Linked DNA regions of Mus musculus: all the other regions are linked to region 2. Evidence: chromatin contacts called from public promoter capture Hi-C data. All regions are on one chromosome and are shown on one strand. Each heading gives the region's core, a stretch centred on a gene start, on an enhancer-like site or on the middle of the called end of the contact. The rest is flanking DNA. Distances are from core to core; before and after follow the strand shown. Region 1 overlaps Tbc1d1 (TBC1 domain family, member 1). Region 2 holds the start of Tmem156 (transmembrane protein 156). Region 3 holds the start of Pds5a (PDS5 cohesin associated factor A). Region 4 has its middle 6.9 kb from the start of Gm52815.

What was found. Promoter capture Hi-C pulls out the DNA fragments that hold promoters and counts their contacts. Capture Hi-C pulls out chosen DNA fragments and counts their contacts.
Region 1: a contact with region 2 is called in a promoter capture Hi-C map of liver, with 2.7 times the contacts expected there. The contact joins the enhancer-like site here to the promoter of Tmem156 in region 2. A contact is called at or near these places in 6 of 39 promoter capture datasets (cranial neural crest, embryonic stem cells, hippocampal neurons and 1 more), 1 of 115 datasets of contacts at active chromatin or transcription factors (acute myeloid leukemia) and 1 of 9 other capture datasets (adipose tissue).
Region 3: a promoter capture Hi-C map of adipose tissue shows a contact between it and region 2. The contact joins the promoter of Pds5a here to the promoter of Tmem156 in region 2. A contact is called at or near these places in 5 of 39 promoter capture datasets (3T3-L1-derived adipocytes, the HPC-7 cell line, hippocampal neurons and 1 more), 1 of 484 Hi-C or Micro-C datasets (LSK cells) and 1 of 9 other capture datasets (adipose tissue).
Region 4: a promoter capture Hi-C map of hematopoietic stem and progenitor cells shows a contact between it and region 2, with 5 times the contacts expected there. The contact joins the enhancer-like site here to the promoter of Tmem156 in region 2. A contact is called at or near these places in 7 of 39 promoter capture datasets (the 3T3-L1 cell line, hematopoietic stem and progenitor cells, hippocampal neurons and 4 more) and 2 of 115 datasets of contacts at active chromatin or transcription factors (acute myeloid leukemia and memory CD8 T cells).

Annotation. Positions count from the first base shown.
Region 1 is chr5:64,309,893-64,315,853 of GRCm38.p6, reverse strand. It overlaps Tbc1d1 (TBC1 domain family, member 1), which reads right to left. Exons shown (of 22, transcript NM_001310611.1): 15 at 4,610-4,795. Among named protein-coding and RNA genes, the nearest start is that of Gm38634, 56 kb to the right of the region's middle. Within about 2 kb of position 1,468, at least 59 of the 459 cell types and tissues checked have an H3K27ac peak or open chromatin away from gene starts, as enhancers often do. A contact at or near this core is called in liver, where this site is marked.
Region 2 is chr5:65,087,206-65,093,003 of GRCm38.p6, reverse strand. It overlaps Tmem156 (transmembrane protein 156), which reads left to right and starts at 1,395. Exons shown (of 6, transcript NM_001370814.1): 1 at 1,395-1,536. The coding sequence starts at 1,449.
Region 3 is chr5:65,694,630-65,700,677 of GRCm38.p6, reverse strand. It overlaps Pds5a (PDS5 cohesin associated factor A), which reads left to right and starts at 2,442. Exons shown (of 33, transcript NM_001081321.3): 1 at 2,442-2,928; 2 at 3,741-3,915. The coding sequence starts at 3,781.
Region 4 is chr5:64,485,842-64,491,729 of GRCm38.p6, reverse strand. No RefSeq gene overlaps it. Among named protein-coding and RNA genes, the nearest start is that of Gm52815, 6.9 kb to the left of the region's middle. Within about 2 kb of position 3,544, at least 114 of the 459 cell types and tissues checked have an H3K27ac peak or open chromatin away from gene starts, as enhancers often do. A contact at or near this core is called in hematopoietic stem and progenitor cells, memory CD8 T cells and neutrophils, where this site is marked.

The DNA.
Region 1 (5,961 bases), core at 219-2,718, 780 kb after region 2:
CACACAAATTACCAAATAGAAACTAGAAACCAGTGAAGAAAGCCTTTAGGGTCTCATATTTTCAAAACTCCCCAATATGAGAAAGCATGTCACTAGAGCTGAGCTCACCACATCTGGCACATCAGGATCATCACTAGCCTCCTTAGGCTGACAGGGGCCAGCATTGGGCTCTGAGTACCAGTGGCTTCATTAGCAGTGACCTTTGCCATAAGCATGTCTGTGTTCCCCAATACTGCCCAGCAAACAACCAGAACTCCATCTCAAGTCCACAGAACCTCACACAGCACCCCCCCCCCCCAAGCTGCCAGAAGACTTGGCCAGAGGCTTAATCCAAGGATCTTATTGTAGCATCCCCTGCCTCAAATTCCCAAGGACACTGCTGCCTACAGTCAGTGGCCTGTGAAATGCCTTATCAGCTAAGGCAAGACCCATAGCTACAGACACCTAAGCCTTCACAGTACTACTGAAAAGCTTTCGTGTCCACACCCATCCTGGACTGAGGCAAACAGGACAGAATGAAATCACATGTACTTTGCAGGATTTTCCCAACAAAGCAGTGACCACATGAACTAACTTGACACTATGACTGCTGTTCAGCTCTGAGGTATACCCACAGGGCAGGGCAAGCTCCTGGCACTCAGTACCCAGGCTCCCAAACTCCTCCCCCTGACCCTTCCACAAATCTCCTGCAAACTATTACCATCCCTTGTAAGCTAGCTGGGAAAGTAAACTTTCAAGGGCTCAGAAATTAAATGACCCTTATGCTTAAAGAGATTTAAGAAAAATTATAATACTTTAAATTATTTTCTACAACAAACTTAAGAAAAACAGTGTAAGTTGAAAGGGCTTCAACTACAATTTAAGATGTAATGTATCACCATGGATTTGTAGACTATATAACTCTGTAATACTAGTTAGGCATAAACTATTATCTTAGATGAAGTAGTCTGATAAGCACTGGCATGCCTGGGCCAATGTTATGCTGTACTCCACTAGGCTGTTCACAGCTTTATTTTAAAATACAGGGAAAGTGACCTTATGTAGAGGTACAGCAGGGGGCTGTATGCCCTGCAGAGATGTGATGTGTGAGTGCTGGCTGTTTTTTAATTTTTTTAAAAAAATCTTTATCAAATTGATACAGGTAGGGTCATCTGGGGACTGATTTTCAATTGGAAAACTGCCTGTGATTGACGTGAGAGGGCCCAGCTGTCTTGTCTGTGGGGCAGTGCTATCCCTGGGTAGGAGGCCCAAGGTTAAGAAAGGTAGCTGAGCAAGGCATGCGAAGGAAGCCAGGCAGAACAAAGCAGTTCTCCAGGGTTTCTGCTTCAGCTCTTGCCTTCAGCTGCTGTGCTGAAATGATGGACTATAAACCACAAGTCAAATAAACGTCCTCCTCCCCAAGCACAGCAATAGAAAGCAAACGAGGACAGCGTATCTGTGTCACTGGGAAAGAAACCCACAGTCCCAGCTGCCAAGTGTCTACAGATTTAGACAATGGGGCTAACGTCTGTCTGGGATGAAACACTTCCAGAATAGTAATTAGTATTGTATCTATAGATTCCAAAAGCAGAAAATTGACTTAGCCAGAGAAAGACTTTGCCATGTGTGCTCCTCTGAAGAGCATGCAAGTCAGCTTGAATCTGATCAATCTCAAGAGCCACTCACCCACCCCACAGCTTAAGCCTCTTATAAGAAGTGTATGAAAAAAAAAAAAAACACAGAGTAATATAGTTTTTGTTTACACAGTCAACGCTCTGATTGGGTCCTATCTGACCTAGCTTCTATATTTAATGGCCCCAACTCAATTCACTGCTATCAAGCTTACTAAATATTTTGAAGCAATCAACTTGCTACTGTTGATTATTTCTCAACAATATAGGTATAGCAAGGCTAATAAACGGATTAACACTTCCTATGTTAAATTTAGAAAGTTGATTACACTTTGACCACAAGATAAACATCCCAGGTTAAACAGAGGTAAGATATATGAACCCAAGCAGCAAAGCAGTAAGAGCAGCAGAACAAACACTGCCCATAGCCTGGTAAAGTCAACAGTGGGCACAGCACAGTCCTGGCAAGGTGACCAAGGCAACCCAGCAGACACTCCCCTGCTCATGCAGGTCTGTCAGCCATTCCTGGCACAGTAGCAGGCACTTTGTTTCTGAGGTATACTGATCCTATGTCACCAACTCTACTCATGACTTCTAACATGCCTGAGAGCAACCAACCTCTCTCTCCTTATAGGTGTATCTCAGGTCTCACTTCCCTGGGCTGCCACCTGCAGGACTGGCTAAAAAGCACTGAGCCTCAAGAGCCGCAGAATGAGCATTAGTCACCTCTCAATTCTCAACAAAGGTCCCCAAATACACAGCTGTCATTTTCTTGATACCACACTTTGTAATGTTATGACTACCCCTCCCCCAGCCATGTGTGTGTGTGTGCGCCATGGGGCACGTATGGGGGTCAGAGGACAACCTTCAGGAGTTGGTTCTCGCTCCCGCTGTGGGTTCTGAGGCCATCAGGCTTGTGTGGCACGCATCTCTGCTTATTAGACTATCTCACAGGCCCATAAAATATTGTTAATTTTAATTTTTAAATGTTTATTATATTTTCTTATATATTTTTGATATACACAAGGTATTTATTTTCTATTTTTCTTTTATTGTTTTATTATTTTTATACAATATATTCTGACTATGATCTCCCATCTCCCAACTCCTCTGAGATCCATCCATTCGAATTTACTCTCTTTCTGACTCTCATTAGAAAACAAACAGGCATTTAAAGAATAATAATAAAAGAAGAAACAAATTGGAATAGGACAAAACAAACAAACAGAAGAAAAAGAGCCAAAGAATGACCACAAGAAACACACACAGGAATCCCATAAAACCACAAAACCTGAAGCCATAATGTGTACATAAAGGACCCATAGATTAAAAAAAATTAAAAATATAAATAAAGTAAATAAATAAATGCCCTGAGTAAACAGAGGTTTCCTCCTGCAGTAAATGGGAACAAATACAGAGAGCCACATCCAGATGATGTACACTCAGTTGTAAACAGAAGGTCGATTCCCTCGCCTCAGAGCTCAGGGAACCTTACGGAAGAGGAGGCAGGACTGTAAAAGCAGGAGGAGATGGGGGACACCACAGAAGCAAGGCCTTCTAAACGCATCAGGGCTGATGTACATAGGAACTCTACACTGTGGCAGCATGCACACGGCCTGCAGGAGTCTGTGCCAGATGGGTCCCAGGACTGAGAAAAGTGGACACAAGCCCTCATCCCTAACCCAGAAGTTATCTCTAATTGATAACAACTGGCAAATGAAACACTAGTTTTCTCCAATGGAGTCTCACGGGGTTTACAAACCACTCGTAAGGGCAGGCCCCGTGCCAAACACACACACACACACACACACACACACACACACTAGAAGAATGAAGTAGAAAAAAGCTTAATACTGAGCTGTTAAAAGCTGCTCACTACACCCTGACTACACAACCTGTTCTCAGTGGCAATACTGTGAACAGAAGAGCACTGGCTTCTTCTCTAGGCAGCTGTTCCAACAGCTGGGCTACCATCACATCCAGGGCTTTATTTCTTCAGTTCACTTCCTCCTGATCAAAAGTAACGTCTACGTTTCTCCTTTGACATCTCAGCAGTCTGTGCCCTTCTCAGCAGCAGGCACTGTATTCCTCGTGTACAGTGCTGTGGTAACTCACAGACTCCTGATCATGAGGAGGACATCTAGCTAAGAAGAGTGTGACACTAAGACTGTGACACTAGCTAAGAAGAGTGGCAGAGAGTTCTAGCCAGCAGGGCTTCATGGGGCAGAACACCTTCTGAGAGTTTATTCCTAAGATCTGGTGTCTTAGTAACTTTTAGTTCTAGTCAAGCTTCGGCGTCCTATTCAAAGACAAAAACCTGTGACCAAGCATAGTGCTCAATGAGACACACTAATTCCAAAACTGCATTAAGGAATGGCACCGTGAGTGACCCTCCTGCCACAGCCTGCCTCCCTTTGGGAGGGTATACACAGACTTCCCACTCAGAATCTTTAGGACTTCAAATCTAGACAGTGGCTTACAAAAGATCTAAACTTCCCAAGTTCCTGTCATTTTGATAATGGAGATATCTGTCCAGGTAAACTTTTACCCAGGAACTCACTAAACAGCCACACAAAATGGAATTATATACCTTAAGGATTTATATAGGATTAGTCTAGTTTCACTACCCAGGCAGAAATTATGGCTGGGGATACAAAGAAAAAAAAAAATCCCATAAACCAACCACCACAACAAAACCAACCAACCAACCAACCAACCAACCAACCAACCAACCAACCAAGCAGCCAGCCAGCCAGTCAATCAAAACCACTTCTGAGACTCACAAGTTCTAGACGTGGTGCTTCTCATGCTACACAGGAATATGTGACAGTTGGTAAGACTCACTTTAAATGTCTGGAAAGTAAATGGTGTCACTATTACTTTGAAAACGTAAACAGACACGACAGGCGTCCATGTCCGTGAGGCCACCTCGACTGTATCCTGAGTGCAAGGATTAAGTAAGAGCATCAGTTTTGCTCAGCTTCACTCTCCAAACCAACCTTGTAGCTTCTGATTCTCCTTCTCCATCCTGAGCAGCAGGATCTGCTGCAAGATGGCCTTTTTCCACAGCTCTCGAAGCTCGCGTGACGTCTTCCTCTTTTCTTCCTGTACTGGGCCAAATGGGCCGTCCTCACACACCGGTTCTAAAGGGGAGCGTGGAGGGAGCTCTCCCAGCTCGGAATAATCTGGAGACAAACAAGAAGGACATTGCAGGATGATAGTTCTTTCCTTTTAAAATCTTGTGTGCGTGGTGTGTGTGTGCGTGCGTATGTGACAGCGTTGTGGAGTTAGTTCTCTCCTTCTACCTGTATGTGGATCCTTGCGATTGAACTCAGGACACTGGGCTTAGTAAGCACCTTTACCCACTGAGCCATCCCACCAGCCTCAGAATGTAAGTTTTGGGGACAGCAAGACAGCTCAACAGGTAAAGATACTTGTCATCAGCCTGGAAACCTGAGTTTAATCTCTGGGACCCACATGAAGGAAGAAAAGAACTCATTCCCAAAAGCTGTCCTCTGGTTTTCACATGAGTGCTGTGTGGTCTATGCATGCTTGCCTCCGACCCGCACATACACATAAGTAAATGTGATTTAAAAATTGTGTTTTAATATTCACCACACTAGGTTATGTATGAGCCACAAACATGAAATAAATGACACATTTACTAGGAAGCAAAAGCTTTAGTAGCTGGGGAAATGTCTGGAGAGACTTTCCCGGTTTCCGTTGACTTTTGGGGGTTATCTAATAACAATTAATCATAGAGTTGTTACTATGTTCCTATAATCACTTATGGAATTCAACCACCCGAAGACTCCGGTATTTAGTTTTGTAAGTCTAGTTTTATATTTTTAAAAACCTGATATAACAACAAATAAACAAGGTGCAGGTGTTTGGGAGACTTTCCAGTGTCACACAGCTAGGTAGCAGGGACCCAGCATGGAAACACAGCAGCTTGGCTTATACACACTTTCACTGTCCCATTAGATGCTCTGAGAAAGGTAATATATTTAAGAGACAGTATGAACTGGGACTGTTATCAGACCCCCAGTCAACTGCAGGACGCCAGTGGTACTGGGCATTTCTACAGGTAGTCACTTATCCTGACACACAATTGCCTGAAAAGGAAACTCGTGCCCAGAAGAAAATCTAGTAAGCAAGCAGGTGCACAGCGCTCCATCCCACTGTGTGCCTGGCTCAGAAGCTCCTGCTGACCACTAGATGCAACTTCCAGTTTCCCCACATCAGTTCTAAATGTCTGTGTTTTAACGCCTCACATTTCACGAACTGCATTCCTTTCTTTACAGGAACCATGTTCTTGGTACACATGATAGTGTAATTCTCAAATATCTTA
Region 2 (5,798 bases), core at 146-2,645:
GTAGAAGCTTTCTAAGATGTATATTTATATACAGAGTTTAAATGGAGTTAGCATATCATGGGGCAGGGGGATCAGTATCTCAACTAGACATCATATACTACCACATACAACTCCCAGCACCAGGAGTGAGTAACATCATTTTGAATTATTGGCCAAAGGGATCCCATAGACCCCCACAAACATTGCAGGGTATTGCTCCTCCACGACCGGACAGTAAGCCCCTATTGCTGAAGGCTACAAATATTTATAGAGTATCAAGGGGTCCAGATGGTCCTTAAGTGGAAACTTTACTCCTACTGGCTAGTGTTCACATAATAATCCTTTATGATATTCTCAAAATAAAGTATAGGCTTGGGAATTCTGTCCCTATTTTGACTGCTCAGGTCTTCCAATCCCCTTACTGAGGATTCCCATGTGTATGTAAACTGTAGTATCCAGTGGAAAGACAAATGAGTTCATTCTTGGCGCATCTAATCTTTGTCCCTTCCCTCCCCACCCACCTGTTGTTCCATAAAGCGCAGGAGAGGGTGAGAGAGAACAAAAGAGGGTCAGCGGAAAGGACTGGTTACAGAATTGCAGCACTGAGCAGGGAGCAAAGGATACATTTGCTCCAAGTACAAACTGAAATACTGGCTACATTTTATTGTAACCAGAGGAGGGGTGGGGGGTGGGGGTGGGGTGAGGGGGCAATGGAAATGCTAACTACTTGCATTGTCTAAGTAAGAACATTTGCTTGCCATGTATGCTGTCTGTATTCATCAAAGTTTTCCCCTATCCTTCATTTACACTCTAAAACAAATGATTTTTTTTTTCTTTTGCAAGGAGAACAAGAATGTGGATTGCGTCATAGTAAACGCTGTTTATAGACGTAACATTAACAAGTTCCATTCGGCCACTTGCAGAGACAACGGTAAAGCAGAAGCCCAAATTTTCATAAGTCTCTTGTTTATGCTCATATCTTGCACTGTTTACTGTCTTCCAAACACCAGAACCAAGCACAGTGTCTGGCTTTCAGAGAGATTAACTATCATTTACTAAGTAAATGAGTGAACAATGTTTATAAACTGGGGTAGCACTGACATTCGTCCTTTGGTTTTTGGTTATTATGTTGTAGGTTACATGTACCATGTTGTTCTTACACATTGGTAAACATGAGAAACAGATTTAAATCTGGAGCCAGACCCTCTGTGTTTCTTAAGACCATTTCCTCATCTTTCGTGTTTATCAGTTAGCACAACAGTTCTTGTTAGAGGGTGGCTTTATTAGGCAAAGTGACTCAAAATGAAGAAGTCTCAGTCCCGGGTAACTTTTTTTTTTTTAAAGTCAGACCCAAACGGAAGTGAGTATGAGGTGAATCTCAGGAACTTGAAGTAGAGCAGAGATGAGAAGCAGGAAGCAACATACTATCAAGCTACCGATGGGAACACATTTGTGTCATGTGAGTAGACATGACAGAAACAGCTTTCCTTAAATTATTTGTGGCAATAGTGATCACCTTCATTTTAGTCCTGCCAGAATTTTTCAAGACACCAAAAGGTAAGTAAACCATTGCAATCCAGCTCTCGTTTCTTACTTTAGAGCACATTGTCAGCGAGTGGTGACAGACGAGATCTTTTGGGGTGTATGCAGCATGAGCTGAAGTTCGGTGAGTGAACTGCCTTAAGTGAAACGAGATACCAATTTTTAGTTGCCTGTTATCTAGCATAGTGGCCTTAGGACTTAGTTATGTTACAATTGAAAATGTAAAGAAATATTTAAAGTCTGATTTTCGATTCCAGACACGGGACTTAAGAGAATAGCATCTTATGAGTTTGTTCTTTGAAACTGTTTCCTTCTTTCAAAATAATCATATATATCTGCTTTTATATTCTGGAACTTACTAAGGGAACGGACATTTATTTATTTTAAAATGAGCCATTTGATCACAAGGTGAGACTAATAATTTCCTGCTGATCTTAGAAAAATAGGAGTAAATTTTAGTATTTTTAATATGCAGTAAAACCAGATGGGTACAAATATAGGCAGGTATGTGTGTGTTTGGGAGCATTGGGAACAAGGCAAAACCCACTCTGAGAGCCCTTCAAAGAATTGTTATATATTTGTTGAAACTTCAGGGTAGAGAAACAAAAAAATAAGGGAATTTAAATTATTTTTTATATATTATTAAAAGATTGGAAAACATGTTATTGTGGGTGTTTAAGTGATAATTGTGTTCATTAGCCTTTAATAAGAAGGTTAAAAAAAAAACTCCACTGTTCTATTACTAAATAGGAATCATATAAATTTACGAAAACTAGAGAAAAACTTATATTTGATATCTCGCTGCAATGAATATTTATTGTCGAATATATGCAAAGATATGTATTCAGATAAAAATACTTTTGCTAATTATATTTGATGACATACTGCAATGATTATTTAATGTTGCATATTAAATGATGCTAAGTAGCCAGATAAAAATATTTTTGCTAAATAAACACTGTAACTGCAATTTTTACGAATGATCGAATTAAAATTTTTTTCTTTTGGTTTGGTTTTTTAAAAATATATATATATTGAGCACGTATAGTGTATATTTTTGATACTTATTTTCACCCGCTGAAAATGTGTCCTAAAGAAAATAGAATAAAGACAAGTTATTTTTAAGATATTTTGGGCTTAGAGTAGCAACATGTTTTTAGCTATCTAAGCTAGGCCTTCTCTGTGTTTATATTCCTATTACTTTGACCAATTAGTTTGCATCTAATGAATATCAGGTAACTGGCACACACTGTTTGCTAAGTTGGTCAGTGCTTTAAGAGTCTATTAAGGATTGTGAGGAGGAGGGAAAAGACAGAAGAATTGTTCTTTTGACCACTAGTTCTTGCTACAGGTGACACCAGAAGACCAGTGTGGCCCAGGAAAATTCAGAGAGGTGCATGGTGGGCACCTCAGTGGGCCTTTGATTTTGTAAGCAGAAGGATTCGGTTTTTTGTTTGTTTGGTTGGTTAGTTTGGTTTGTTTTTCAAAATACACTTCAGCTGAACTTGCCTGGCCAGAGAGCCAGTCTGTTCTTCATGTTGACAAGAGCCATTTATAAGATTTGTTTTCTCAGCTGCCACTGTGCTTCATTGCTTGTCCTAAACCAGAAGGAACCACTTCTGTTTTCTGGTTGGAGCGTTCTGGTTGGAGCCAGCATCAACGGTTGTTTCCATTCTTTGGGATGATGAAATTATTTGGCTATTTTGTTTCAAAGGATCCTTACTGTGGAACAGCAAACAAAACTGCAAACTATGGTCTTCTCCTGATGTCCTTCAGTGGTGGAAGGAATTTTGCTCAAAGCCACCACAAAGTGTTGATTATTGGGTTAACTCACACACACAATAGTATAATAATTATGTTTTATAATGGTCTGTGGGTCATCAGGATTATTGCTATAACCTCATCATGTGTAACCTTATATTGATTAAATTAAGGGGATGTGGATTTAACTATTTTGTTACTTAATTTGAGGCATGAGGGCGGGGGGGTGGGAGGGTGGGTGTGGTGGTGGTGGTGGCAAGGTAGCCCTGGCTGTCCTGGAACTTGCTATGTAGGCCACGCTGGCCTTGAACTCACAGAAATCTGGCTGCCTCTGGCTCCCAAGTGCTAGGATTAAAGGTGTGTGCCACCATACCTGGCCATTAATGTTAGTTTTCAATCTGAGTATGAGTTAGGACTCTCAGGGCTAAGGCCTGTCAGGCATTTTCCTTTTCTTCCTCCAGATTGTATTGTCTTTAATTCTAAAATAAATATGACAAAATTATTCGACTTCTAAATTACTTACCAATACCCTGTTTTTGGCCATGCTAAATAAACTCAGAAGGAATCTCAAGGTGGATCAATGTATACACCAAGTTTAGTATATGTATTTTCAAAGCAATAAACTTTCTAAATCCCCAAATTGAAAAGACAGCATCATATCTGATCATATTTTATCAAGAATACATCCAAATCTTTGAAAAATTATTAACAGGAATCTTCTGTTGTTACAATTATGTAGCAATAGCTATTTGGTCTAATTTTAAGAATGAGAGTAGATATTGCTTGCCACTAAACAAGGGGGCATTGGCAAGATGACCTATTGTCCAACAATAGTCTGAAGCCCCCAGTTATTTTAGAAGGTATCCAGAACACAGCAGTTGATGAACAGCTTAACCCACTTCAATTGCTTGTAGAGAATGGAAATACTGATTCCATTTCTTGCAACTGAGGAAGCAAGGTTGCTCCCAACGACAAAATCACCAACCTGCTTTTGTTGGATGAAACCTTAAGATGGAGACTCAGGAGGCTGGAGAAGTGGCTCAGTGCTCAAAAGCACCGGCTATATTCCCAGAGGACCTGGGCTCAATTCTCAGCACTGCATGGCAGCTCACAACAGTGTAACTCCAGACCCAGGGGATCCTACACTGTCTGCTGGGCTGCACAGCCACCAGGCGTGCACATGGTGCACAGAAACACATGCAGACAAAACACACATGTAAAATTTGAGATGGAGACTTGGTTAAACCTTAGATCCCAGTGGTCTGTAATTTATTCTTTCACTTATCCATGGTGTCTCTCTGTGCTGGGAAGTTAAGGCTTACAAAAGGAAAGGCAAGTCTCTCCTAAGGGGTTTTTCAGCCACGAAGAGGACCAGTGGTGGAGCAATGAAGTACAACCCCATAAAGAGTAAAACGGGATGTGGAAGGAGTTACGAGAACATTAATGTTGTTTCCAGGACTATGCTGGGAGGTTTCCTCTGTTCCCACTTGCCAAAAAATAATAAGTTGGCAGAATTCAAATAATCCCCCACTATTCTTGCTCACAGAAGCATTTTCTAAGAGAAGTCATGATTCTTATTGATTTTCAAATAAAATGTTCGCATTTATCTTAAAACTTTACGAGAGCAGACATGGTAGGGCATTATGGAGGCTTGCAGCAAGCAGGACAAGAACAGTACAGATGAGTACACTGCGAGTCATTATGTCCCGGTGTTTTGATGTTGCTTACTTTGAAGAGTCAAACTCTCATAAGATAGATTCATTGGCTTTCATTTCTCTTCCCTGTCACACTTTCTGGTGGAAGTGGTGGTGTAATGAGCAGTAAACAGAGGCAAACCAAGGATGAAGGACCTTTCCTTGGGAATTATAGGACAAGCCCTCCTCAACTCTGCAGTGTGTCTCCACTGTGTTTATGTTTCTATTACAAAGGAAGAGTATTGACACAGTTGCAATGAATGAATGAATGTCCTTGTTTTCAAACTCTGGGCACTTTACTTTCTTCTTATTGACTTCTTCATAAAAATTTAATCAATATCCCTAATAAGGTTTAGGACATATGACTATTTAAATTTTGAGCTGGCAGAGGTCAAATTGTCTTGCCCAGAATGCTCTCAAGTGATTCTCCCACTTCACCCTCCCAAGTACTGGGCCTATGGGTGCTTTCCACTGCATCTGGCTCATTTAGTGTGTGTGTGTGGGGGGGGGGCTGTAGCACATGTAGCAGCCAGAGGTCAATGCTAAGCATCCTTCTCTATTGCTTCCACCGTAATTATTTTAGGCAGTATCTCTCATTGAACCAGAGCTTATGAACCGGCGTGACTGGTTCCTGGTAACCTCTACGGATCTGCCTGTTTCCAACCCCCAGTCTTAGGGTTACAGATGTGTGCCACCATTTCTGTTATTTTTAAGTGTGCTGGGGACTCAAAGTCAGGTCCTTGTGCTCATGTGGCAGGCAGTTAAATGACTGAGCCGTCTCCCTAGACCTCTGGCTCAATATTTGTAGAAACTCTTAACAAA
Region 3 (6,048 bases), core at 1,193-3,692, 610 kb before region 2:
AAAAAAAAAAAAAAAAAAAAAAGTCATCATTTCTCTAGGATCATGGCTAGTGGCCACTGTATTGAATAATGCAAAAGCAAAACTTCCTATTGTAAATTGCAATTTGTCCTGTGATTTCTCTTGTTCCTAAAGATCCTCATCCAAATTCTTATAAGTAACCCGATAAACTTTTTCTTTTAATATAAAAATTAAGTAAAAATGTAAATATGGCGTAGTCATTGAGAGGAGTATTGCTGCAAAGTAAGGCTGGCTTGGGTTACAGACACTAAAGAGTATTGCAATTGTTTCAAGTAGGTTACAAATCTCAGGGTTTACTATCTTTTGAAAGCTTACAAGGTTATACTCTATAGGAGGTTTGCATAAGAATGGCCGGCCAGGTTTACAAGTCGCCAGGAAAACCGGCACTATTTGAAAGGATTGGGAGGTTTAGCTTTGTAGAGGAAGTGTAGCTATGGGGGTGGGCCTTAAGGTTTCAAAAGTCCAAGCTCGGCCCAGTGTCTCTCTTCTGCCTCCCTTCATGCTTTGGGGTAGTTGACCAAGCCTCTGAAACTGTAAGAAAGGCCCTAATTGAATGTTTTCTTTCATAAGAATTGCCTTGGTGATGGTTTGTCTCCACAAAGGTGAAACAGTGGTTTAGAGAAATAATAACAAAGTAATACACTGCATATTATATTTTTACCTTCCTATATGAGAATACCTTTCAATAATGGATAGTTGCTGGGCATAATGGCACATAAGGGTGCCTATCTGCAATCCCTGTACTTCAGAGATGGAGACAGGAAGACTGAGGAGCCAGCCTGGGCTATATAGTAAGTTCCAGGCTGGCCTCAGGATATGGTGGGACTCTGCCAAAACCAATCAAACAAACAAACAAAAAAAACCAATACATTTTTTCCCCTCCTGTTTTTATTCTTTAGGTCTCCCAAATCTTTTTACCTCAGCCTTCCAAGTTCTGGGACCACTGGCATATCAGAGGAGACCTGGCTCCTCCCTGCCACGTATTACTAGCATATTCATATTACTGGAAATCTTGAGTTCAAAAAAATCCTCTTGCCTAAATCTTTTGATTTAGCTGCAACCATAGGCCAGTTAAAAGGTGGGCATTTTAAAGAACAATGTATAAATTCAATTGCTGCCAGCTTCTTCTTTCTGTTTTTTTGAGATAGGGTTTCCCTGGCCATCCTGGAACTTACTCTGTAGACCAGGCTAGCCTCGAAATCAAAGATTTGCCTGCCTCTGCCTCCCGTTGAAAGGCGTGAACCATAACGGCCTAGCTTCTTCCTCTTTTCATTATTATTATTAATATTTTTTACTTTTTTTGAGACAGGGGTTCTTTGTTGCCCTGGCTGTCTGACGTCCTGGAGCTAGCTCGATTGACCAGGGTGCCTTGAACTCAAGAGATCCGCTTGCCTCTATCTCCCAAATGCTAGGATTAAGGGCGTGCACCACCATCACCCCCTTCTGCTTATTGTTTTTGTTTTTTTGAGACGGTTCTCTGTGTAGCCCTGGCTGTCCCTGGCTGTCCGGGAACTCACTCTGTAGACCAGGCTGGCTTCGAACTCAGAAATCCGCCTGCCTTTGCCTCCCAAGTGCTGGGATTAAAGGCGTGTGCCACCACTGCCCGGCTTGCTTATTGTTTTAAAAGGTGGTTTCCTGAAATTATGTGTGTATTGTTCAGGTTCATTCGCTTCAATATTTACCTTAAATTGCTCAAGCACCGCTGCACTAAGTTTTCTTTGGCAAGCCTTTCCTTTGGAGGAGAGAAAAAGTAGAGCTTTGGTGTATTCACAACTTAAAAAAAAAAAAGAGGTCTCAGATTCACATAGGTAATTTGTAAATCTCTAAAAACACCCTCCCTCTTTCTTCTTCTGGGCTTCACTATCAGGAACCCTAGTCTGTGTTTTCAGCCTGTACCCAAAATGACTGGGAGGCCAGAAGCCCCGGCACCATAGCTTGAGATCGCATGCCAACTTCCTATTTTGCAGCTTTGAAAACCTTAATGGTAGGAGTCTAACTAAGGTCGTAGGCTGCGACCTAGGGCGACTCTCCGGAAGACGCGAGAATGAGCAGCCCGAGTTGTAAAACTTTGCCTCGGCTTCCAGAGCTCTGTTTGGAGGGGAAAGCAGCCGTTTCTCCAGATAATTAACCATTTCTCCACCGGTCCGGTCACATCCCCGCCAGCCAAGCCTTCAAGAGCCCCGGACTCCGCGACAGCGGTGGCCGGGAGTGTCGCAAAGCCGCGCCTCCCGGGGTCCGCTTCCCGCCACCGGGGCTCCTCCTCCGCGCGCCGGCTCGGCTGCCGGCCCCCCGGAGGCGCCCGCGCGGGCAGGTCTTGGCGCCAAACGGGTGGCGGCGCTGTCCACCACGCGCGCGGCCGCGTCGGGCTCGAGGGAGGCGGGGGCTCGGCCGGCGGAAGAAGGGGCGGGAGCGAGGCGCGCGGTGCTCTCGCGGGCTCTCGCGCCGCTCGCGTGACGGGCTCCGGCTGTGCGCGGCGACGCTCAGGCTCCGCGGGGCACGGGCGGGCCGGGAGCGCGCCGCGGCGAGAGGGCGTCTGGTGCGGGTGGGCGCGAGGTGCGGGCGGCCGGCCGGCGAGCGAGCGAGCGGCCGGGCGGGCGCGGGGGACGCGCGGGCGTGCACCCGCGCGCGGGCTCTCGGAGGAGCCGCGGCCGAGGCTGCGCTTCCTCAGCCCGACGGAGAGCGGCAGTGTCGCCCCGGCCGGCGCACGCTCGGCCCGCTTCTCCCCCCGCGGCGGCTGCTCCTCGGCACCGCCAGCCCCAGCGCCGCTCCGGGGCGGGCGGGCGGCGGCGGCGGCGGCGGCGGGACGGACGGAGCCGCTTTGTGTGCAGCCCGACGAGGGGCGGCGGCGGCGGCGCAACCACCTGACAGAGGCCCGGCGCTCGCTGCACCGTCCGCCCGCATGAGGAGGAGGTAAAGCGGCGGCCGGGCTCGCGCCCTCGGCGGCGAGGGAGGGACGGAAGGGGAGACCGCAGGGGAGGGCGCGCGCGGAGGCCCGGCGGGGTTGCCCGGAGCGGCGGCTCAGGCCTTGGCGGTGCCGAGGAGCGCCGGGCGACCGAGGGGCTTGAGATGCCGCCGGGCTCGGTTGCTGAAGTTAAGGAACAAAAATGTGAAGTGCGGAGCCGGGTCCTTCGCTTCCTGGCGAGGGGCTCGGGCGGCTGGCGGGGGTGGCGGGCTGGCCGGGGAGGGGCGGCCGCGCGGCGGGGACGCCGGGAGCCCGGGGCTCGGCACGGCTATGGCGTTCTGCTCCCGGGCGCCGGCGCCGCGCGTGGGTCCTCTTGGGTACCTAGTTTTGCGGCCTAAGCTGAACCCTCTAGGCCTCGAGTCTCCTTTCCCGGAGGTGACCGGCCAGGCGGGGACCCAGCCGCTTCTCCTGAGCCAAGTGGGGCCGTTGGGTCCTCAATGTCCCCCCGAGGCCACCAAACTTCCGTCCTAGGTGCTCGGGGATACATTTCATTGTGAAAAGAGGGCTAGGAAACTCCGGGAGCTGCTCGGCGCCTCTCGCGGCCGGGGCTGCTGCAGCCGAGAACCCCGTGGCACCGGGGCTGGCTCGGGTGGGGGTGGCGGACGCCTAGCCGGGTCCGAAACCCAGGGAAGGAGCGAGTGGCGGGGTCCCCGGCCTCGGGGGGAAGAAAGGGCCCTTTCTAGATTAGAGATTTTTGAAATGAAAAAGAGGTTACAAAGTCGCCCCTTTTCCCGCTGAACTTTGATTTTCTGACCGATAGAGGCCGGTAGAGGACTGTGAGAGAAAAGTTATTCCCCAGGATGGACTTCACGCAGCCGAAGCCTGCCACTGCCCTCTGTGGCGTCGTGAGTGCGGACGGGAAGATCGCTTACCCTCCGGGAGTAAAAGAGATCACCGACAAGATCACCACCGATGAAATGATCAAACGTCTGAAGGTAAGGGTCTGGGTCGGCGATCTGCGCTCTGGATGGCTTTTGTGACTCGTGTGGTTTCATTGGACTACTCTCAACCTGGCCTTTGGAGTTTTTAGTACTAAGTTTTTGAAGATATCTTAACCGCCCCGGAAAAGTCCTGTTCTAACTTGGCGGTATCTTTGGATAAGTTCTGAAAGGACGGGGAATTTAAAGAGTGTGATCATTTTCTGTCCATAAGAACGCATGCATGGTTAGTTGTTTCCCTTGTGGTTATTTTATTTAGTGGATGTTGTTTAAGGGGCTCGATACCCTGAGGTGTAGACAGTGATTTTACCCACGAAAGTTCCTATTATTATCTACTCCAAGAAAAGACTGACTTGAGCACAAACAACCATATTGTCCCCCTTAGATTCTCGTAATTTTCTAATGGGAGCTTAACTATCTATACAGTGGGCTAAACTTAATACAGTGTACAGATTTTTCAGAATTCGAGCTTAAGGAGAAATGATGATTTTAGTACACATGCCCAAGAGAGTTGAAGGACGGGATTGTTGATATGTCTGTGAGTTTGTGTTTGTGTGTGCGCACCGGTTTTCTTGGTGTAACAATCTTGCGCTGTCATTTTGGGACTTAACTTTTCTGCTACTGCATAGGGCAGTGTTTGTTATGGAATCAGTTTCGAGCAGTGATTGTCACTTTGGACAACTTTGATGCACCAGGGGGTGTTGTAGGCAATTTCAGAGTCATTTTGGTTGTCACAGTTGGCTTGTGGGGAGTAGGCTGTGACGTTCTGTGAGGAGGCTAACAGTTGTCTAGTGAAAGATCTTAAACTATTGAAGTACAGTGTGGACAGTGGGAGAGGCAAAGAATGGGTTTGATGACTTGTTTAAGAGAGGACTAGTGGGCTGGAGAGATGGCTCAGCAGTTAAGAGCACTGACTGCTCTTCCAGAGGTCCTGAGTTCAATTCCCAGCAACCACATGGTGGCTCACAACCATCTGTAATGGGATCTGATGGCCCTTTCTGGTGTGTCTGAAGACAGCTACAGTGTGCTCATATAAGTAAAATAAATCTTTAAAAAAAAAAAAAAAAAGAGGACTAGTAACCCAGCTGCCTGCCCTTGAACTTAACCATTTTCCTGCCTCCACTTCCCAAAACACTAGTGGCATAACCACACCCTGCCAACAACAGTGGTTCTCAACCTGTGAGTCGAGACCCCCCCCCAACTATCTGATATCCTGTCTATTAGGTATTAACACTGTAATTCATAACAGTAGCAAAATTACAGTTATGAAGTAGCAATGCAATTATTTTGTTTGAGGTCACCACAACATGAGGAAGCAATAGGAAGGTTGAGACCCATTGTGTTAAAAGGTGCACTTCAAAGTCAGACATGGTGGAAGGCTAGGCAGGGAACATCGAGGACAATGTTTCTGCCTTATGCAACTTTATAAAATGGATTTCTAGGGCCTGATTTTAGGATTGAGCACAGTGCCCAGTAAATGTTGTGTGTTTAAAGTGTTCCTGTGTTTAAGTTTCCATTTGTTGCCTTTTTGAAAGACCTGGTTTCTTTAATTAAAAGGCACCTTTTCCATTTTCTTTCCATTTCTTTTTCCAGGGCTAGAGGTAGGGACTTGTGCAGGGAGCACATATTAAACTCAGGCTCTGCTCTATCTCTGAGCTATACCTTAGTCTAAAGCAGATAAATCTTTTAGTTGTTTTCAAGATAGGTTCTGGCCTAAAACTTGCTCTGTAGACAAGGCTGGCCACAACTTCTCTTTGCCTTTGAAGTGTTGGGAACGTGCCGTCAAGCTCCACTCAATGTGCCTTTGTTTTACGTGTGAGGTTACTGCGTGGACATGCATGTTCATGTGTAGGTACCGAGCGAGGCACTGTAGCTGGTCTTTGCTACTTGGTGGGGCTTTTCCCATCCTCTGTCCTCCAGTTCCACCCCATCACTAGATAAAGAAGGGGAGGGGCTGGAGAGAGGCCTGAATCTGATTTCTTCTTGTTTCTTTGTGCATGACTACTAACAAGCTGCAAACAACCTCTGTAAAGGACCAACAATCACTGACTCTGCCTCTCAGGGTCCTGGTGTTTATATACCCTCTGAAAGCTCCCAGAATTCCAGATATACAGACGCAGAAACTCTCTG
Region 4 (5,888 bases), core at 2,295-4,794, 600 kb after region 2:
GTGAGTTCCAGGACAACCAGGGCCATGCATAGAGAGCCTGTCTACCAACAGACAAATAAAAACAACAGAAAGATCTGCTGCTTTACAGAGAGAGTTGTGTTCTAGTTTTATGTCATTGAAATGCATTTGCTTTTAGAAAAACCTCTAGATACATTTACATTTCATAACAGCCTTTTACAAAGGTTAGAATGTAGGCAATCATTTCTTAATACGATAAGATGCATTCTTACCCTTCTCACGTTCCTTCACATTAAAACACAATTTAAAATTCTTTCAGTTTTCTACGTATGGAATTAGAATTCTTAACTCTCGAATTGGCTTACCCTTTCAGAGCCCTAGGGAGAAAGCAAGCATAAACAGTTTTCTGTACATTTGCCATTTAGGAAAACCTAGCTATGAATAATCTCAACTACATTTTAAAAAAGAACGGGGCCAAGGAATACTTAGGACAGAATAAAATCAGGACACAACTGGCCCAACCATGTGGCTAAATTCTCTAAAGTCATTCCTCGGTCTCTAAGCAGGGAACAACAGCTGGGTTTTAAAATAACCAGTATTTTCCCACAACCTCAGATTCAGATCCATTGTAACTTGCCTGCAGATTACCTAGACCTGGCCAGTAGCTGGCCCTCTGCCCGCTTTCAAAAGGAAGAGCAGCAGAGGGGGAAAGGAGAAAAAAGAAAAAAAAAACTTAGCCGCTTCTATATAATTATGATACACACACACACACACACACACACACACACACACACACACACTTCATATTAGGTGTGCCAAGAGCAACTTCAGCTTGCAGGTGGAGGGCAGATGAAGTTTTGCCCTGTGGTCTTGGTCTCACCACCAAGAGGTTTGCTCAAGGTTCATGCTAACCAATCACCACACACCTCTGGGCTGCTGTGTTCCTTCTAAATAAGGAACCGGGTGGTATTCTAGACACTGAGCATACGTCAGAGGTCAAAGGACAACTTACAGGAGTCTGTTTTCTTCTTTCACTATGTGGGATCCAGGGGTCTATCTCAAGTCATCAGCCGAGGCACCATTTTCCCACTCAGCATCTCTCTTGCCCCTCTTAGACAAAGGCTTAATCAGACCATTGCTACTGTCAGCCTATTTTTAAAACTGATCAAGTCAATCACCATAGATACAGGCTTTGAGAGGCTGATTCATTCGATGACATATAAAAAAACAATTACACCAATTCAGTGCATAAGTCTATAAACCCGCTAGTCAGCTAGAATCCCTCCTCAGGGACCCCACCCCACTCCCAACCCCCCACCACCAGCAAGAATGCTGACTTAGCATTCTCCATGGTTACAGGAACTACAGAATCTCCCAAATACCTTTGTCTCTGTGTGCCTTGTAGCCCATTCCCTGCTCCCAGGCACAGAATTCAAGCTTCTATGTCACGCCAGCATGATTCTAAATAGCTCAAAAGAAGTGCAGATTGGCTTGAAAGAGCCCCAAAGACAAAGCTTGCCCAGACAAACAGATGCCCAAATCACTCTAAGGAATCTAGGGACTCAGGGGAGCCCCACAATATAGGAACAGAGGTTTCCTATTAGATTAGTTCAAAGTGAATCCAAAGAGTTCAAAAGAGCCTCAAAACACCAAGGGATCAGGAAGGACCACAGGTCCCTGGGGCCATTCCATCCTTCTGCTCCCTTTTCAGTCAAGTTCCTTTGAGTGGCTCATTCCCCAAAAGTGTCATTTCTCTGGCAGCACCAATAAGCAGGGCTCAGCTGCCTCTCCTGAAACACAAATTTAAAAATGGATTATGGTGAAAACAGAAATAGGAGATTTCACCAAGGTGGCCACCCTGGGGCTAACGGGAAGAATGGACAAAGGGGCCTGGTGACCTTGGGAACACAGACCATTGCCTTTCGCTGAGGGCAGCCGGACACAGTCCCTTCCCACTGGTTAAGTGGCCTACTTACCAAGGCAGTCTTGCATGTTTCAAGAAGTATTTATAAAGTTTGAGACCCCAAGTTTGTCCTCATAATTGGTATCTTATAGGTTTTTGTTGGGTTTTATTTTGTATTTTTATTTTCTGTGCATTGGTGTTTTGAACTCAGGACTTCTGAAAGAGCAGCCAAGTGCTCTTAACAGCTAAGCCATCTCTCCAGCCCTTTATAAATATTTTTAAAGCCATGGTAAAGAAGCAAAGTTAATTATGAAACATTAAAAACCACTGAAATTTGGTCTTAATTTCAATTTTTTGAAAATTTAATAGTACGAAATTGATGCTAAACAGAAAAAAATGTGTATTCACATATAGTTGCTGCAGTATAGTTTATAATAAAGGAAGCTGAAACCAGCTCTCCTTTATGGTGGAATTTTATACAAATTATGGTATGCATGGCGTAAGAGAAGTGTTTTCCTGTGTATGTTCATGTGTGTGGGTACATGTTCATATGCATGTGCATGCCTGTGGGGGTCAGAGGTTAACTTCAGGTGTCCTTCCATGGAGACATCCACTTTCTTTCTTCAGACAAAGGGATCTGTCTGCCTGGCTCTCCCTCCCCTGAGCTAGAATTACAAGCATACATCACATGGTTGGATTTTTTTTTTACATGGTTTGGGGGATCAAACTCAGGTTCTGGTACTAGATTTATTTTTAATATCTCTCTCTCTCTCTCTCTCTCTCTCTCTCTCTCTCTCTCTCTCTCTGTGTGTGTGTGTGTGTGTGTGTGTGTGTGTGTATGTGTTTACACACACACATACATGATGTGTGTATATAGGGAGGCAAGCATGTCATAGCATTTATGTGGATATCAGAGACAACTCTGTGGTGTTCTTGCTCTAAATGGAGTATTACACCAATTGCTTAGTGGGTTTCTAAATGAAATAAGAAAAGGGAACCTATTTGTGTAAGACCACACTGGTGATGTTTAGGTTGGTCATCACCCGTGTTCTGTTTCTTATTTTTAACAATGAACATGTATTCTAACTTTTGTTCACCAATGGAGAAATATAAATTATAAATAGATTATGTATATGTATATATGCATATACATGCATTATATTTATTTAATGGCTCTGGGGATTGAACTTAGTTTCACTACTGCTAGGTGGCATTCTAAGTTTAGTTTTATTTCATGTGCATTGGTGTTTTGTTTGCATGTATGTCTGCATCAGGGTGTCAGATCTTGGAGTTACAGACAGTTATGAACTGCCATATAGGTGCTGGGAATTGAACCTGGCTCCTCTGGAAGAGCGGTCAGTAATCTCAACCAGTGAGCCATCTCTCCAGTCCCCCTAACTTTAATTTTTAAAGAGTTCTTTGAAGTCAATCCATTCCCGGAGCACCAGAATGGAAGCAGAGTGTGCGGCGAGTCATTTTTCACGTGCACACTCCTGGCCCAAACAATGAGCTGCTGCACTCTGCAGCTCAGCTCCGAGCATCAGCAGTCATCTTGAGAGTCGAAGCAGAGACCCTGTGTATCTTGGATGCTGCTATTACATTGCACAATCCTCTACACACCGCAGCAGTAAGAGGGGAACCCAGGCTTCGTACCAAAAAGGTTCACACGCTCTGATATTCACATTCTAGTTTCACTTTGACTTGAAAGTCACACAGAAACCAAATGATTAAATCTGCATTTCCTTTGAACTCTGTGTAGATGGTGAGGTAGGGATTCCCCTTGTAGCTGACATTCCTTACCAAAAAGGATTCTGGAGGCTCTTGGCTCTGAAGCTGTCAGCTGCCTTGACACCAGCCCGATCCAGCGGAATTAGACACTTCCTGTGTTCTGTGGGATTTCACAGGTCTCTGTGCAAGCTCGCACCTCTGTAGCAAATCATGGTTGCTTTCAGATCAACAGTTAGTTCTCACAGTTCTCCTGAGCAAGAGAGAGGAAGTGAGAGAGAGGCTTGCAAGCTCTTGCTGCAGTCCTTTTTAATCTATTGAAGACGGGGAGGTACCAAGGTGTGAGGTCGGCTCTGTTTTTCTCACAGCGGGGCGTGGTCCTCAGAGCATGGTCTGCAGAGCATGGTTCTCAGAGCGGACCTCTAACTCAAGGCTTTGATAGAATGGCCCTGTGTGTGTTGTACTTAGTAGTGCCGAGATGTTTGCAAGCCAATCGTTTCGGTTAGATTCCTCTTATCATAGAGACTTCAGGAGAGTTTAAAAGTGTGGATGCAACCTCGAAACAGGGCTCCCTCCCTTCTAGTCCTGCACATTACCACATTCTTCTAAGCTCCAGACTTCATGATTGTTGATAGTGTTTGCTACTTAGAAATGAGCAAGCTTGAAGGTTGCTGAGGATGAACCTCCTCCTTCATAATCAGCTTTGGACGCCATCTTGCCTCTCTGTTTTATAAAAGGGGGGAAACATCATAATTGACCTTCTTAGGCATGTGGAAATGGAGAGAAGATATCAAGTTGCCCCCAAGATCTAAGATCCCACGACGGGGGACTATGGATTAGACATAGGTGAGAAAGGGGGACATAGCATGCTTTCTTGGGGTCCAGGCAGGGAAGACCTTCCTGCTTCTGCTAAAGAAAGCATGGTTATTCCTTATACTTGCTTAGTTTTCTTTCTTTACTTCTTGCTAATCTGTGCTGATGCATGATTTCAGAAAAAAAAAATGGGGTGAGAGTCATATCTTTGGCCATGGGGAAGAGAGACTGTCTGAACTACCCAAAAAGATCCCAAGATTGCTGGAGGCCTTTTGGTAAGGAACAAAGACTTGTTACTGTCTTCCTCTTGAAGAATTCATCTAGATAGGCCTGTCAGTCACTCAAGCAGGAAAATGCCCCTTGGGAAAGCTCTCTGCCCCCAGAGACTTCAGAAAGTGCTATGAGTCACACTAAATGTGTAGCTCCTTGTAATGGTCTCTCTGGCCATTGTCTAGTCTCACTCTGTGAGAGTGTTTCCAATTACTCTGTAATAAACCTTACCTATAGCATCTACAATAGGTCAGTTGAGATCACAAGAACCAGGGAACCATTGGGAAGCCGGGGTGAGGTCCTGGAGATACTTCCATCTCCACACTGGTTACTAATCCGTCAGTCTCTGTCTGTGGCTCCATCCTGTTAGGCTGTCGTTCTGAGGAACCTGTCCATCTCTTCTAGGTTGTTCGGCTTGTTGAAGATCCTGCTCACCCCAGTCTCTTAGGCTTTGTGATTCTGCAGTACTAACTGTGACGTCTTCTTCATTTTATGATGTCAATTGCTTATTTGACTCTTCCCTCTTACTAATCTAGGTAAAAGTTTGTTCGCTTTAATCTTTAAAAAAAAAAAGCTTCAAGTTTCACTGATCTTTTCTGTTTTGTTGCATTTCTTCTTCTGGGAAGAGATAAATAAACATTTATTTGCCCCAGATTGGGACAGACCAAGGTAATGAGCCCACTCAAGTCAAGCTTGCTGAACTAGTTAGTATATTGAGCTTACAGGAGCACGAATGAACCGTAACAGAAGTGTGGGTGATGTCTAAACAGCTTTATCACTGCAACATGCCATCCCATCCTGGATAAGAACCCTATGGAAGCTGCATCCCTGAATCACACTTCTACTTCTGTGGGCTCAAGCATCTGCCAAGATCACTTGCTGGGGAAGGCGTGGAAACGGAATGGCTAGAATCCCAAGCAAGGGTACTCTGAGTATACTTTCCATCAGCATCTTGTCAATAACTTCCTTACTGTTACTACACACCTAGCTGTTGTTGTGTTCTTCTGCTTGTTTTGTTGCCATGGCTACTGGACCACCGCTGTTTCTACTCTGTGATGTTCATGGAATAACTGATGCTCCACCACAACATGTTGATTCTCGAACTGCTTCTTCATCTATTTATGCTCTGGCGTGTCCTATGTATATTATCCTACTAGATCTCGTATTGATTTTCTTCCTGTTCTCTCTCTCTCTAGTTCCTTGAGATATAGAATCAGGT